Regions from separate parts of the Sus scrofa genome. Here region 2 is linked to region 1. Evidence: chromatin contacts called from public HiChIP or PLAC-seq data. All regions are on one chromosome and are shown on one strand. Each heading gives the region's core, a stretch centred on a gene start, on an enhancer-like site or on the middle of the called end of the contact. The rest is flanking DNA. Distances are from core to core; before and after follow the strand shown. Region 1 holds the start of AMCF-II (alveolar macrophage-derived chemotactic factor-II). Region 2 holds the start of MTHFD2L (probable bifunctional methylenetetrahydrofolate dehydrogenase/cyclohydrolase 2).

Region 1 (2,719 bases), core at 220-2,719:
TCATGACAGAGTGAGGGTATACAGCATTCTAATGAAATATCATTCACACATCAAATCTATGGCTTTTTCCATAGTACTATACAAAGTATATTCTAGAACTACAATAGTCACCTTGAAAGATTAACAACCCAGTGATTCTTGACTTACAGTTTAGTCAACTGCTAAATATTTCAGTAGCATAGCAGATGAAATAACAGCAAATAAGGAGCAGGAAAGGGTATGCTAACCACTTTGTAAATTGAGCAGAAAGCTGCAGGATCATAGTTTCCCTCCTCCCACCCCTCTCTCCTAGTGGGGAATTCACCTAGAAACCTAACTCAGAGAAAATCAGCCCTTGCTTTCTGTCTTCACTGGGTCCAGAGATCTCCAGAAAACTCTTCTGCTGAAGAACTGGGCGATTTTTTTCCAATGCATGATCCTTTCTCTTAATTTTTCTTTTTCCCACTGTTGAGAAAAGAATGATATCAATTAAACCCAATTGCCACACACCTGTCTACCCCAACCTGTTTCCAAAGCAGAGTTTAGAATCAATCAAATCAAAAGCAAAGGGTGGATTCCAGGACTATACAAACAAAAAACACATCTCAATAATGAGTTCTGTGTAATTTTCTAGGCAATCACACATGAGATTGGTGATAAGGATTTTCCCAGGACATTCTAGAACAATTTCCCACTCTTCTCCCGACCATCCTTTTTATACTAAGCATGTCCTAGAATGTGTAGCCAAATCCCACGCATAGAATAAAGACCATGTGAAATCCACACTCCAAGAGAGATTAAGAAAACCAAAAAGATCAAAGTGATAGGTACCTGTCCAACATTTTCTGGACGATTTTCTTGATCAGAGGAGCTTTTGGGTCCAGACAGACTTCCTTTCCATTCTTCAGGGTGGCTCTGCAGAAAGAAAAAAAAGATGCCTCTGTGAGCTGAAGGGGCTGAAGACCCAGGCTGGGGGCAGTGGGGAAGGGCGGGGGGGGGGTCTTTCCTTTTTGCCAAGGTCACAGTGCACAGAGCCGCGCACAAGGACTTACATCACTTCTGCCTTGGAGCACTGCGGTCCTGCGGGGATCACCTGCAGATCACTGATCATCTTGGGATGAATCCCGGGTGTGGTGGTTAAACACATGCAACGTAGCTCTCTCACTACAGCCGCCTCGGCCGCCTCGATAGGACTAGCTGGGGTAGAAAGAGGGACACTGTTATACGCAGGCTGCTTGGAAAAACTCTTCCCCAGCCAGCCCGCCTGGGACACTTCCCCGCTCCTGCCGAGAGCCGCCCGGAACCCTCCCGGGGTGCATCCCGCTGGCTGTGCGCTCTCACCGCTGGCAAGGGGCCCCGACGGCGTCAGGAGCAGCATCGCCAGCACTGCGCACAGCAAGCCGGAAGGGCTGGGAACGCGGGTAGCGCGACTGGTTAGGAGTCTCATAGTGGCGAAGAGAGCGCAGCGAGAGGAGTTCAGGAGGAGGGAGAAGGCGCGGAGATTTGAAGCTCCAGAGAGCGTGGACTTCGAGTCCTCAGCATCCCTTTTATCTGCACTCGCCCCTTCCTCGGGGCAGGAAACCCAACCTTTGGGATGCTTGGGAAATTCCCTGGACTGAGGGGGGCGGAGGAAGGGGGCTGGGTAGTAGGGATGGAGGTGGGTGGCTGGGAGGAGCTGAGCTGCTCGCACCCCTGACTCCGGGATGACCTTGCTTGCCGGCGCTGGAAGGAGTTCCTACTGGAGGTGAGGAACAGTCTAGCCAGCCCCGGCTGGTGAAAGCCAGCCTCTCCTGGGGGACAGTCTTCTTAGAAGTGCCTTTCATCTCTATGTAAAGAGGAAAACTGGAAATAAAGTAGCTGAGACGTTTGACTTTAGAAAAATTTCTAAATGTCCTTTGTAATTATTATTATTATCATTATTACTGTTTTCATTTATAATGATATTGTCATTATTAATCGGGAAATGTAAGCCATGATTAAAACTGCACTAAACTGAAAGACTTTCTGGCTCCTGCTTGCAGGCAGACCGTTCTAGTTTTCTTAATTATTTTATAATTCTCTGAACTTCAGCCAGTCTTAGAAGCTAAGAGAACATGAGTGTTTCTACTCTCACTTGAAGTCAATGGCAGGAACAGGGCTACAAAATCAAGTCTCTTGCTGGAAATCTTATACTTAGTTTTGCAAATATGTGTGTCAAGGTGGTTTAAGGAAAACAAAAATCATGCAGCCGCAGATTGCCGTGGGAAAGGATGCCTTACTTTCTGCAGTTCAGTGCACCATGGAATCTGAACAGGTATGGTCTTGGCTGGGGTGGGATAGGGTGGGGTGAGTACCCCCTGAAGCAGTGCAGAAGAGCCTAGCCTGTCTTAGCTATGGCTCCAGACTCTAGCCAGGTGTGTAATTGACTTACTTTGGAGACGCTGTGGAGTGTGATGAGTTTGAGGGGCTCATATGGAACTTTGGGTCTAGGAACTTGAATCAATTTGGCACCAAAACAGCATCCACTCTGACTTCACTCAAACAACCTCATAAGAGGGAAGGGTGACTCACACACAAGCTTCTGGAACCATCCAGCTTCATGATCAGCAGTGTGACCAAGCCTGTTTCCACAGTCCTGCTCTAGTCCAAGTGAATTCAGAGCTGACCCCTGAAGCTGAGGGGTGAGGTAGCTTCCAGCTTCCTCGATCTCTCTCTTCTCTGTGGAATTAGTTAGAACTCTGAAGTTTTAATGGCTAGATCT
Region 2 (2,952 bases), core at 423-2,922, 170 kb before region 1:
GAATTATTTGTGTGCATGCACATGTGTGTGTAGCAGGTGGCTACCACAAAACCTTGGGGTTGTTAACAGCTGTGGCTCCCATTCCATGTAGCAGAGAAGAGTAATGGGGTTGTTTAGTAACATCAGTGGACAAAGGGAAATTAACCAATGTACACAACTGGAAAAAGGTTATCTTCATTCTGGAAAGAAGCCCTAAAATAACTGAAATTCAAAAAAGAAGTATCTAAATAGAGGGACTACCATACACAATTCCTCCAATCCTGTCATACAAATACAATTCTACAGAATCTGCTTTTCTGTAGTAAGTAGAGTTGACAATTCCAAACCAACTGGAAAATTTTTTCAGACACCATAAGAGCTTCCACAACCAGAACTCTGAGTCACTGTTATTTTCTCACATATCTTCGTGTAAGACAAACAGTAGTCACCAGAAACTATGTCCAAAGTAAACCCTGTAGGATTTTTTTTTTTTAATTGCAATCACTTAAGACTACGGTCCAAATATATAGAACGGGGAGTTCATCAACTTTGGTGAAATAAGCGGTACTTATGTTTCCACACTAGTGATCTTTACTTTCTCGCAGGTATGGTGCTGGGCATTGAGGATGCAAAAAGACAAGACAGTCTCTGGCATGGAAAACTGCAATGAAAGTACACTGGAAGCCCTGAAAGTCTGAAAACAGAATCTCTTCTGGCCTCACTGGCTCTGGGTCAAAGGAATTCCTTATTTTTGAGTTTGTAACTACAACTAGTAGATAACGGAAGGATGAAGAGTTCCTAGGAACACTTGTGCAAAGAGTTAAAGCCATACTCGCAATCTGCTGCCCAGCAACAAATTCCAAAGAGATGCAATGAACCTCAGCTTGACCACTTCAATACAGAAGACTGAGAAGTCGAGATTAATGTCTGATTTTGTGAAATCATTTAAGAATCTCAGAGCTGGAAAAGACCTCAGTATGCAACAAAGAAATTCAGAGACTCAAACACCACTAAACCATCGGGCCATCGCCCACTCCTTTGTTTACAAAACACAACAATAACAAAACAGAAACGATGTTTCAAACAAGTAGCCCACGTGTTTTTATGACCCCTTGCCTCAGGGCCTCAAAGGTCTCCCTCAGACACACAACTGCACCTGCTGTCAAGATGGAACGTTCCAGGGAGCGCAGAGCAAGCCCAAGTTGCTGGACTTGAGGCCGACGCTACCGGTCCGCCCGGCCCGCCCGGCCTGCAAGGCCAAGTTCGCAGCCAAAACAGGCCTCGCCCCTGGCCCCGCCGCGCGGCTGCCCGGGAGCCCCCGGCCTCCTGCGCGAGGGCCTCGCCTCACCGGCTGCCGGCGTCCCGCCGCCCCTCCCACAGCCCGCGGCTTCGCACCCGGGAGGGCCCAGACCCGAGGAGGTCGAGCGTCCGACAGCGCGCGTACCTCACGCCGCTGCCCCGAAAGCCGCGGATCGCGCGCCCGGCCGCTCCTGGCGCCTCCAGGGGCGACACCGCGCTCCTGCCCAGCGCCAGCATTCGGCCCAGGCAGCCGCGGAGCAGCCAGAAGCCGCGGGCCGACACCGTCATGGCCGCGAACCCCGGGCTCCAGGACCGAGGCGCCACCTCCCGCCGCCCGGGTCCTCGCAGCTGCAGGTCGGGTTCCGCCCCCACCCGGCCCGTGGGGGACAGTATCCCACAAGCCGCGGGTCCCAGGAGGGCACCGTACAGGGGCGGGGCCAGGGGCGGAGCTCAGGGCGGGGGCGGGGCGAAGGAATCCCTGGACTGTCAGGTGGCGAGGCTGGACCCAAACTCCAAGTTGGGAAGAGCAGAGGCAGGTGCTCCCAGACGCTGGTGGCCTGCAGTGTGGACCGGCGGCGATCGGGCTTCTCACCTGATGCTCCCATAGCGAGGACACCAAGAAAAAGGGTAAACGAATCAGTTGCAGCAGCACACCCCTTTTCTCCCAAGCTAAAGCTCTGTCCAACAGCTTCCAAGTCTGTCTGGAATTTGATTTAAAGCTGGAAGCGTGTTTCCCATCCCCCTGGTGAGACAGATACCTTGAGAGCTGAGAAAAGAAACAAAACTGTGAGTGTGTGGAGCAAGGAAGGGGACCTGGCTGAACAAGCCCTGGACCTAAGAATTTCTATAGTTCTACCTTATGATCTCCACTTTGGGAAAGAAAAATTGGCCAATGTCTACCATTTTCTGGAGTCTGTGATTAACACACTCTAGGAACCTGCATCATGTAGTGAACTTGTAGTGAAAAAACAAAACATCCAGCTCCCTTTGAAAAAGTAAAAATGAGACCCACTATTCATTATGCTGGGATATGTTAAAAAGACAAGTGAGGTACATTTAAAAATTTTAAGAGTTCGAGCAAAAATCGGTTTGAATTGGGCCGCATCCAATCTAGTACATAGAAAAGAGCTCCAAGGAGCATGACTTTGAAAAAATGAAAGACTTGCAAGCAGAAGGGAACAGGACAAGGAAGTTATGCTAGACAAGTGGTTTAGTTATTTCAAGTTTACTTTCCTTATGGCAGGGGTCTATCAGGCATATTACCTAACTGGTGACAATATGAAGAAAGAAACAGTCTCTTCATGCCCTTGAATTAAGTATTATTTTGGTGGGGTTTTTTTTTTTTTGTATTTTTCTTGTAGTCCAGCCTAAAGGAATAATGCAAAAGGTAGAAAAAGTGTGCAGAAAATGAAAAATATATAATTAAAAAAATTAAAAATAACTTCCATCTTTAAAATACAGGATTATTTATGTGAATTAGGTTACATTCATTAAAAATAAAAAGTAAGGCATTCCTGTTATGGTGCAGCGGAAACAAATCCGACTAGGAACCATGAGGTTGTGGGTTTGATCCCTGCCCTTGCTCAGTGGGTTATGGATCCGGCATTGCCTTGAGCTGTGGTATAGGTTGAAGATGAAGCTTGGATCCTGCATTGCTGTGGTACTGTAGCATAG

What was found. HiChIP or PLAC-seq counts read pairs in DNA pulled down with a chosen protein or histone mark.
Region 2: a contact with region 1 is called in an H3K27ac HiChIP or PLAC-seq map of alveolar macrophages. The contact joins the promoter of MTHFD2L here to the promoter of AMCF-II in region 1.

What each region holds. Positions count from the first base shown.
Region 1 is chr8:70,006,975-70,009,693 of Sscrofa11.1, reverse strand. AMCF-II (alveolar macrophage-derived chemotactic factor-II) reads right to left here and starts at 1,469. Exons shown (of 4, transcript NM_213876.1): 1 at 1,321-1,469; 2 at 1,032-1,176; 3 at 811-894; 4 at 1-444. The coding sequence starts at 1,426. The coding sequence ends at 426.
Region 2 is chr8:70,178,421-70,181,372 of Sscrofa11.1, reverse strand. It overlaps MTHFD2L (probable bifunctional methylenetetrahydrofolate dehydrogenase/cyclohydrolase 2), which reads right to left and starts at 1,672. Exons shown (of 10, transcript XM_021101430.1): 1 at 1,424-1,672.